Linked DNA regions of Sus scrofa: region 1 is linked to region 2. The links are chromatin contacts, called in public Hi-C maps. All regions are on one chromosome and are shown on one strand. The core of a region is the stretch at or near the end of the contact, and the rest is flanking DNA. Distances in the headings are between cores, read along the strand shown.

Region 1 (5,640 bases), core at 676-3,175, 75 kb after region 2:
GGCAGGGACCGTATCTGCAACCTCATGGTTCCTAGTTGGATTCCTTAACCACTGCGCCACGACGGGAACTCCTTTTTTTTTTTTTTTTTTTTTTTTTAAGACCCCACTGTCTTTAAAAGTCTACCCACTGTTCCCTACTTCTATAGCATGTCCAGATTTTAACAGCTCCCCCCGCCTCCCCGTTTTTCATTGTTGTTTTTTGGGTTTTTTTTTTTTTTTTTCTTTTTAGGGCCACACCTACAGCATTTGGAGGATCCCAGGCTAGGGGTCAAATTGGAGCTATAGCTGCCAGCCTACGCCACAACCACAGCAAAGCAGGATCCGAGCCACCTCTGATACCTACACCACAGCTCACAGCCAACTCCAGATCCTTAACCCACTGAGCAAGGCCAGGGATCCAACTTGCATCCTCATGGATGCTAGTCAGATTCGTTTCCACTGAGCCATGACAGGAAGTCCAAGATTTTAATAACTCTTAACTTGGTATCACATTCAGTTAAATCACTCTGAATAAAATCAAATAAAATCCTATTGACTTCGTTTTAGAAAGAAAAAAGTAACACCATAAACTGCTTTGGGAATAATTCTAACACTCTAAATAGGAAGCATTTAAGTGTAATATGGCCTGATGAGAGTATCACATCTTAGAACTGAATTTCCCTCTCATTTTGGTGTTTAAGTTTTTAATAACCTCCTTCGGCTGTAACATTGACTGGTAAACATTAAAGGCTCTTTAACACAGTCTATTTTTATATCACATATACCCAATGATATCTCTGATTTTATGCATATGTATTTTATATTTGCAAACCAGAGGAAGCTACTTCGTGGTTCTATTCACATTAAGCAGATTCATGCATTCGAGCATATTTCTAAAATATTCTTTTAATATTTTAACTTGAATGTAAAGCTTAAAGGTATATATGGAAAATAAATTCTGAAAGATAATAACTGAAGTATAAATAGATGCTACAGATTTTATAGAAAATGGGGATTATGATGCATACACTGTAGGATTATTATGAGCTTTAGAATAATTACAGACATGAGTCTGCTTCCTCACCTGTAAAGTGTGACACAAATGGAGACTATTACTATTACCTACATGGTGACTGGGCTTCCATGGAAGGAAGATTTTTGTGACTAACTGTGGTGTTCTAACATCTCTGGGTTCTGATGTTAGTCAGAGAGCTGGGGGAGGCTGAGCAGAGAGGCATTACCCCTAGTTTCAGAAATGAAACCCATCTACCGCTCACTTTTCCCTGCCCTGCTCACCTTTGCAAGTAAAACCCACCAAACTCAATGAAAGCCAATGGGCTGGGAAACCACAGTCAGGTACCGGAAGGGCTTCCAGTGATTAACCCATTTGTGGGGGGATGTCAGGTGAAGGGGGGCTGCACAACAAACAGAAAGAGCCTTCAACACATGGTTCTTACAAAGGCCTGTTAAAGCTGTGGGCAATGTAAGGACAAATGTAAGTTAACTAAAAAATAAGAGGCTAAACTCTACCAGTTGAAAACAAGGGAAGAGCTATCCTCCCCCTTCCCTTTATCTTCGAGCATTAACTTTAGAAAAGCTGTCATTGTGAGTTCTTTCTCTGTCTCTTTGAAAGGTGTGCGAATCTTTTTTAAAAGCTCAATAGCCTCCTGTCGTTTTTTCGGACCCAGGAATGTCTTTCTCAAGGACCTGGGAGTCATCTCTTGGAAATGCAAACATGAGGGAAGACAAGGAACCAGTCTCTCTGGGAGGATCAGAGCCCAACTTGAGTGGATACCCTGCTTAAAACCTAGTGTCAGAAAGAAGTCTGTTTCCCTTGGATAAAGCCAATCAGCTAACCCAGAGGGTCACCCCAGTGCCAGAGGAATCTAGGATGAACTGTGTGGGGCCAATGGTCCTCTAACCTGAGGACTAGTTGATGTTTATCTAGAGAAAATGCATCCAACAGTGGGGTCGGCTTGACTCCATAAAAGGGTAAGATTTCCCTCTGGCTTTCCATTCCCTTAGTGGACTGCCTGTGATGCTTATTGAATTTTGGTTTAATGCTTATTCAATAATAAAGCTGTTTTCTTTCTACTCTCTCTTCGTGGAGAAGTTTCCTAGCTTGGGAGAAATTCCGTTTTTAATTATATTTCCTCAACAACAATTACCCTGCTCACATGGGTCTGCCTCAGAAAGAATCACATAACACAAAATACCCATTGCTATGAACTGCTAGGGCAGAATTTGATGTGAAGAGAACTGAAATAACAGCATGAATCTCACAGAATCACATAAACAAGCTATAGATGTTATCATGAGGCCATTATGTTATGAGACTGTGTTTCCTTCTATCAGATTTCTGTGAAATTTGAGATGAGGGCAGGAGTTTAAAATGTTTCAGTTGCATACAATTCATGAAGACCAGAGGGCAGGAGTCTTTTTTTAAGGAAGAGGGAGTTCCCTGGTGGCCTAGCAGTTAAGGATCTGACATTGTCACTGCTGTGGTACAGGTTTGATCCCTGGCCCAGGAATTCCACATGACTAGGTCAAGGCCAAAAAAATAATAGTAATAAAGGTACAAATTCTGGATTGTTCAAGGAAATTGATTAAATTATAAAGAACATATTTCACAAACTTTCTGAAAATAATAGATAAGTGTCTACTATGCATGGATAACTATTATTAACATTCAGATGCATGTCTTTTCAATCTTTTCTCCTTGCATGGTTTTGAGCTTGCTTTTAGGTTTTTGGTTTGTTGTATATTTGTCATCAGACTGAGTACACAGGTATATACCTTGCCTTTTTTTTTTTTCCCAACTGCGCATTGACAAGAGTCTTTTGTATTTCCAAAATCTCATCGTATCTGCTTGAAAAATCCATTAAGTGAATTATTAATAGTTTATTTCACCACTCCCCTATTGAGAACACCTGATTTTGTTTTTGCCACACCCACAGCATGCAGAAGTTCCTGGGCAGGGATTGAACCACAGCAGTGACAATGCCAGACCATTAACCTCTAGGTCAACAGGGAACTCCCAAGAACACGAGTTATTTTTAATTCTAGTATTATTCAATACCAGAAATTAAACTGGAAAGAAAATTTGCATGCAGAAAGCTAAGTCTTAAGAATATATTTACAGAAATCAGATGTTTTCACCAGCAATTTTCATTCTTTTCTGGCAAAGGGCATTAAGATCAGCATGTTTCTTGTATTCACCATTTACTTTTGAGAAACACATGATCATTCCCTTGAGTATCGTTCATACTCAGGGTTCATAAATCTGGGCCTTCACAAACTGGACTTACTACAGTGACATCTGGCATTTCAATTTGGGGTTAACAGATACACACTACTATTTATAAAATGCATCATCAACAAGGACTACTATATAGCACAGGGAATTCTACTCAATATTCTGTAATAACCCATATAGGCAAAGAATCTGAAAAAGAATAGAAATGTGTAACTGAATCACTTTGCTGTAAACCTGGCACTAACACACTGTAAATCAGATTCTAATAGAAAATAAAAAAATAAAAAATAAAATTCACTTAAAATTTTTTAAATAAATTTTTTTAAAAAAAATTCCCTGGAATGAGTTGTTTCACTACTATTAAGGTATAGTTGATTTACAATGTTGTGCCAGACTCCAGGAAAGTCTTAATACAGGCTGTCACCACTAGATGTCAGCAAAGCTCTAAAGCACTGCATGCAAATTCTAATGCAGTGGCTCCGTGTGTCTTATCAGCCACCAGGTGATGCCAGTGTTGGTGCTACAGAAAGCACAGGTGCAATGGCCCTGCTCTAAAAGCTGCTTCACACTGGAATGGCCCAGAAGGCTTTATGACCATGGCTGTGATGCCTATATCCTGGCCTCGGGAACAGTCTCCCTGGATGATTCTAACATACAGCCAAGGTTGAGAACCATAACTCTACTCACACTACAAGTCCAAAACATGCACATGACAGCTACAGCCTGATGAGCAAGACAAGACTCTAGACTGTCCTATCCTCCCCCAAATTTCATTTGAGAGGTGAAGACCTTAGGCCTAGAGATGCTAACACACTTCATCAAGATCACACTAAGGAGAGTTCCTGTTGTGGCACAGCAGATATGAACCTGACTAGTAAGTATCCAAAGGACACATGTTTGGTCCCTGGCTTCGCTCGGTGGGTTAAGGATCTGATGTTGCCATGAGCTATGGTATAGGTTGCAGACACGGCTTGAATCTGGCATTGCTGTGGCTGTGATGTAGACAAGCAGCTAAAGCTCTGATTCAACCCCTAGCCTAGGAACCTCCACATGCTGCGGGTGCAGCCCTAAAAAGCAAAATCACACCAAGGTCTTAGTTTAATACGATTTCCACTAAAACATAGCTGGGAAATTTTCTGCTCACCTGTATGCCTTAATCACATCTCCAGTGGGATTGTTATGGCTCATCACCTCAGCTGAGATCTGTCCAGGTTAATTCTCTTATGCGATGGGGAGACAGAGGGTGTGCTGGAGATTCTTCTTCCTTCACAAACAGGCCAGAGAAGGTAAAGAGAATAGCCCCAGTAGGTTCTCCCTCATTATCCCCATCTTGAGAAGCACGTGGATATGCCCTTTGCCCTCACACTCTCACCCAGAACACAGCCCCACTGCCCGTAAAAGTCCATAGACCTCAAAACCACACATCAGCTGCTCAGAGTCAGTTTCACCAATAACCAGGGGGAATAACACATGAGAAGCTACTGAAGGCTGAATTGGGGGGCCACCCAATGAGAAGGTCACAGTGAAATTTCAGGACAGAAACGCAAATCTGAAGGTCAGCCTAGCATGCCCAGCAGTACTGTTTGTGCAGCCCCAGCCAGTGGGTCCCACTGCTTCTCCCCAAGCTAAGGCCTCAGACACGCCTCCTGGAGTGCCCCTGCAGGGATCAAGCTCTGTCCTCCAAGCCTTCTTATATGTGCCCTTAAAACTGAACACTGATGGAGTTCCCTCATGGCCTAGCAAGTTAAAGATCCAGCACTGTGATTGCAGTGATACAAGGTTAGATCTCTGGCCCCAGGGTATCATGGGTGTAGCCAAAGGGGGAAAAAAAAAAACTCTGAAAACCATGCTGAAAACTCAGAAGCATGCTGCAATCTAATTACAAGCAAGCTAAGATGCCACCTTAGGCCCTTCATCCCCCCTCCAAGTGCTGCTTCATTTCTCAGCTCCCCTTTATAGCAAAACTTTTTTTTTTTCTTTTTTGTCTCTGTCTTTTCTACAGCTGTACCCGCAGCATATGGAGGTTCCTAGGCTAGGGGTCTAATTGGAGCTGTAGCCACCAGCCTATGCCAGAGCCACAGCAACACCAGATCAGAGCCACAATCTGTGACCTACACCACAGCTCATGGCAGCGCCAGATCCTTAACCCACTGGGTGAGGCCAGGGATCAAACCCACAACCTCATGGTTCCTAGTCAGATTTGTTAACCACTGAGCCATGATGGGAACTCCCCTATAGTAAAACTTCTAAATAGAACTGTCTAGACGCTCCCATGGGCAGCACACAGACTTAAATTAGAACGATACAGAGATTAGCATGACCCCAGCATGGGGATAACATTTGTGAAGTATTCCATATTTTTTAAGAAAAGGAAAGTACATACATGTATGACTGGGTCACTTTGC
Region 2 (5,451 bases), core at 541-3,040:
TGATTTGGGCTCTAATGCACTAGTAGATATAGTTAAACTTTTTAAAACCTGATTACATTTCACATTATTTGACACCACAAAACCCCTAGCTATATAGAGTATCTTGATAAAAGCATAACCAGAGGGAGAGAAATAAAGAGGGAGGGGGGAATTTAAGAGAGGATAAATTAAATGATTTATTAAGGCCATCCAAACTCTTCTAATATCTTTAAAATTCTAGTTTTAAAAAAGGACAGGCCATGTTTGGACTAACTCTAGGCAATTTCTTAGCATAGTTCTTATACTGAGGACATAATTATCCTTATTATAGCTACCATTTGTTAAGCATTTATAGAACGACATGCTGATGGCACTAAGCACTTTTTAATATCATGTCAGTCAGTCTTTGCATCTATGTGACAATTATCCCCTTTGCAATTGAGAAAATTACAGCTAAGAGAGAGAGCTTAGGCATCTTGCCCAAGTCCGCACAAGTACTGAATCACAGGAGAAACTGGATTCAAACCGGTTCTGCTAATTCCAAAACAAGACCTCTTAGCTACGGTTTTTAGACAGGTCAACTTTTAATAGCTCTAGGAGCCAGGATTTTTGCCCTAAGATGACAAAGAGAATGTCAAAATTATTCAAGATGTTTTGTTTCTTACTAGAATGGCTAGATTTCTCTGCTTTCTGGAATACACTTGGCACCGTCACTTTGCCATACAGTATACCATTCCGAATGGCTGAATAGTGAATATAAATGAAAAGGTTCTATCACGTATTTCTCATTTTTTTTTTAATGAAAAATAACTAAAGCCATTGGCAGAGGATAGTGGATTATATTCAGATTTTCCTGTCACTGAATCAATAGGCTGTTCGGCTTTGTTTTCGTGAGCTCATTTTTTACATAATAAACTTCTGATTGATTACAGCTGTCAGGCAGCTGTATAAAATAGTGACAATAAATAAGAAAATTAGATTTCCTGGAAGGCAGTGCAATAACAATTAAAATGTAGTTGTGAATTTCATTAATCTCACCACTTTCAATCACAAAACCTAGATTTGTTGGCCACATACAGACTTACATTTGTTTAAAATACCCCATCAGAAGGCAAAGTATGCACAATCTTTTTCCACCCTCTTCCCCTGAATTTCAGACTCCCATCTGAGGGTCCCACCTCACTCACCTGAAAACCACCTCACATTTAATCACAGACCACCTGATTCTGACACAGGTTTAACTCTTTCCAGGGTGATCATTTCCACACAGTGAACCAAACCTGCCCTCCCCTTTTGCTGCTGTTCTTTAATGCGAAACTGCTCACAATACCCTGGACGTTTCTACAGCACTGTGGAATGGCCATATTTCAGTCCTTGCTCTTCAAACCCATGGGCTATTTTTCCCCTTAAAGCTCTCACTCTGCCTTTCGTGGGAGATACGTAAGCGTGAACATACAATATTGCCCGTAAGACAGCACAACTTTTTGCAAAGTAAAAGTGTTCGATTTCTCCAGCCTCCATTGCCCCCATCTTCATCCTTAGCTGTGCAGAAGGCAGGGCAAAAATTAGCAAGAATTGTCAATGTGCCCACTGCCGGAGTTTAGACTCTTTTGTTCTTTCTTCAGTATTACTTTTATTTTCTTTACCAATCTTTTTTTTTTTAAATCTATTCTAAGGACAGAAACATTTTATCAGACTCAAAAATCAAGTTATTTACCAAACTCTCAAGGAATCAATCATGAAAAACACAAAGTTCCTACTTACACGACCCCTTCCGACTAGCTTGCTTCCTTTCTCTTTGCTCAGCTCGGCAGCTCCACAAAGCCACAGCCAGAAACTTGGATATTTATAGTCCTGTTGTTTACCTCACTCTTCAGTCATAATCCAAAGTTCAGTGCCCGCTCAGGCGGTGACCTTGCAAGCAGAGCAAACCCCTGAAATGATTCTTATAATCAACTTTTTAAAAAAGTAGTAAGCACTGCCAGGCATAAAATGGGGAGAAAGTTTTTTGGCAATTACAATTTTATTCCCTATCCTTTTCAGTCACCCCAGTGTCTAGGATTTAATGGTACAGTCTGGGGCGGGAGGAAGGGCTAAGGGTAAAGAAGGCCTCCAAGTCATGCTCTTTTCCAAACTATAATAGGGAAAAACATTTGCTGAGCCAGCAAGTTAAGCTGCCGCTTTAAAAAAAGAAAAAAAATTTTTTTCTTCTGTTTGTAGTGGCCAGGTGCTAGCCTAACCCAAACTGTGAGCTTTGTCAGAAAAGTCATCTGCTCTTTCAAATCTTTCCTGTCTCCTATTGGTACAGATCTGCTAGGATTATTTTGCAGTGTTTAAAACCTGAATCTCTGTGGAATCTCACAGTATCTCTGCTCCTTTCTTTTTCATTTGAGGAAATGAATAAGGAAATAGGGAGGGAAACCAGGCCTCATTCTTCTCATCACAGAAGTCCTGCTCCCTGGAAGATTTATGGATCTGACAGAAATTTTTTAAGTATTAAAAAAAAAAAAAAACACTTTACAAATTTAAATACCACACAAATACAAGTTAGCTGTGATAGTGGCTAGACAGGAAACGGGTATAGAAATTCCAAAATGTAAAACTAAAATTGAAAATTCCTTCTCTTTCAGAAGTGGATAAAGTCTTTCCACCAATGGCTACAAATGAGCACACACATACCCCCTCTGTGATGCGTAAGGGCAGGAGCAATGTCAAATGATATCAGCCCTGGATGGTGATGGTTTTCAAGTAAGCCTTGCTTTCACTATGGATGCATTTTTGTGCAAACAAACTCCTATTGATTGCTGCAAGCTGGGTTCTATTGTACAAGATGCAGGAAGTACAAAGAGGCTCAGATGGTTATCTATGCTATAAAGAAACATACTGTCGAAGTAGAAGCCTGGCATTTGAAAGCCAAATTCTATTTCCTCACACTAAGCAGTTGATCTTAACCTTTTGAGGTCCCAGATCCCTTTGAGAATCCAGTGAAATGTTTAGTTTTTCCCCAGGAAAAAAAAATACACCTATACATAGCTTGCTTTTTAAAAGAATCTTGTGGGGGGGTGGGAATTGTATAAAGCAGATGATCCTATGGTTCATTTTCCTGACAAATTTATACAGTCACATTGGGTCCATCTGTAACAGAAAATCAAGTATTGGGCCATCAGCTCCTTCCTTTACCTGAGGCTTAGCCGCTGCCTCCTGTGTCAAAGAATTCCCTCCAAGTGTGTAGCTAGCTCCAAGACGAAGTGCCCAGGATTGTGTGTGTCCAGGTCCCTGTGCCTCTAAAACCCTAAGCTGACAAAAGGAGAAGATGGGGAGCTTGTGAGGTTTAAAAGGAATCCATTCCTAATAGCCTCTTTTGTGTGGGGCAGTCCAGATCCAGTCAGCATTCTTAAGAAAGCAGAATTTTCAAACAAACCTTCACTGGGTGCTAAAACAAATTACATTAAATCAAACGAAACTAAACATGAATTAGGTTCTTATTCTAGGCACAACATAGCACTTTATCTTAGGTTTTACGCTCTACCTCCAAAGCACTCAGCAAATCTGACCACAGCACTATCTAGAACGTTCTCTGGTTTCCATTTTTAGGGATGATTAAAATCTGAGAGGTTGTTCCAGGCACCACCATACATGAACATTAAGATTACTGACTGTATCCTAGCACGTTGAACTTTATCCTAATGATCTCATCTCTCACAACTTCCAACCCTGGAGTCAAGCACCTACATTTTTTTTCGTATCGTCTCCTTCTTCCACACATCATCATTTTTTCCCCATTATGTTTAAACATATATTTTATCCATGTTTTTAATAAAAAATTTTCAACTTCTTATGGGTCATGGGTGATTTCCATGGAGAATAGGGCCCCAAGAATCTGTGGGTCCATGACAAGAGAGAGAAGGGCTGTGAATTGTGATTTTACAGACCAGTTTATTAGCTACAGCAGCTAGTATATGGCATCAAAATATTCACAATTATAAAACAGCAATATCGTGAATTATTAAAAAGTTCATGTTATTACTATATGGAGGACCTATATAAAATATTAACCCCCTTATGGAGTTCCCCTCGTGGCTCAGTGGTTAACGAATCCGACTAGGAACCATGAAGTTGCGAGTTCGATCCCTGGCCTCACTCAGTGGGTTGAAGATCTGGTGTTGCCGTGAGCTGTGGTGTAGGTTGCAGACACAGCTCAGATCCTGCATTGCTGTGGCTCTGGCCAACAGCTACAGCTCCAATTCGACCCCTAGCCTAGGAACCTCCATATGCCTCGGGAGCGGCCCAAGAAATGGCAAAAAGACAAAAAAATAAATAAATAACGCCCTTAGCTTGATCGTTAGGTGCTGTTTTACATGCAAAGGGAAATGAAGACTCTTCCAATATTGGGGAAATGGTGCTTGGTGACCTAAATATTCTTGCTTCCCCTCTCATGTACAAAAGGTGCCCAAGATCTCATCTTATGCATTGCATCCAATATAATATTGCTTGAGCATCTATATGACAGCTAAGCCACTGAGTATGCAGAGGGTGTCCAGGAAAAAGCAAGAAGTTTTCAAAGCAAACGAGCAAAATAAGAACAATGGCTAGAGGAAGGCATAGATCAGCAGCTTGGATTAGATAAGGGCTAATGCAATCCTTTGAGATTCGTGAAAGTGAAATATGCTTTGAAGGGAGCTCTTCTTCAAGCTCACAAGTTCACGGATCTGAAAACTGTTCGACATATCAAACATGAATGCAATTAAGGGGGAAACTCTACAAAGTGCCAAATTTCATGAGGGACTGAGCACATTCAGAGAATAACAGACATCAGAAGAATTTTTGTTTGAAAGAGGATGTTATTAATTTGAAAAAGAAAAAAAGCCTGGTCTAAACCAGAGCCGGTGCCTGCAGCGCCTCATAGGACATGGCCTTGGCATCAACATGCAAGCAGCATGAGGGCATCAAATAGCCTCCAAAACCAATCCACTTTTTTTGTTTCCTATATAACTTCCTCATTCTTGCTCCCTTCTGCTTATAAAAGTCTTTCATCTGTACAGCTCCTTGGAGTTCCTTTCTATCTCTAGATTAGAATGATGTGCAATAAGTCATTGAATAAAGCCAATAACATCTGTAAAATTTACTCAGTTGAAATTTTTGTGGGGGAGGCAAAACAATTTTCCCTCTCCCTTCTACGTTCTTGGCTGGAAACCACACCCCCCATCCCCCGTAACACAAGAATCACCCCCCAGAAATGGCCCAAGCCACCTCCTTAAATACCACATGGCAAAAGAAGGTGCGGGGAGGCGTGGGAGCCAGTTATGGGAGGCTACTGAGGAAAACACAGCAAAAAAGAGTTAGGTTGTTATGCAAATTTAGGTCCTAGCCTTCTCCATTGATAAGTTTCTAAAGGTTGGGTCACCCCCTCTTCCTGTTACAAAAAGGGAGGTACCCTTATAGGTGGAGATTTCCCTTATAAATGTAAGTGTC

Evidence for each region. A called contact is a pair of places that touch in the nucleus more often than the background predicts.
Region 1: a Hi-C map of alveolar macrophages shows a contact between it and region 2, with 2.2 times the contacts expected there. The contact joins the enhancer-like site here to the promoter of SELENOP in region 2. A contact is called at or near these places in 19 of 47 Hi-C or Micro-C datasets (alveolar macrophages, embryonic fibroblasts, epiblast stem cells and 10 more) and 2 of 2 datasets of contacts at active chromatin or transcription factors (alveolar macrophages and skeletal muscle).

Annotation. Positions count from the first base shown.
Region 1 is chr16:27,621,251-27,626,890 of Sscrofa11.1, forward strand. It overlaps the pseudogene LOC106506477. Among named protein-coding and RNA genes, the nearest start is that of SELENOP, 76 kb to the left of the region's middle. Within about 2 kb of position 1,926, at least 8 of the 83 cell types and tissues checked have an H3K27ac peak or open chromatin away from gene starts, as enhancers often do. A contact at or near this core is called in alveolar macrophages, fetal liver and liver, where this site is marked.
Region 2 is chr16:27,546,073-27,551,523 of Sscrofa11.1, forward strand. It overlaps SELENOP (selenoprotein P), which reads right to left and starts at 1,791. Exons shown (of 5, transcript NM_001134823.1): 1 at 1,744-1,791.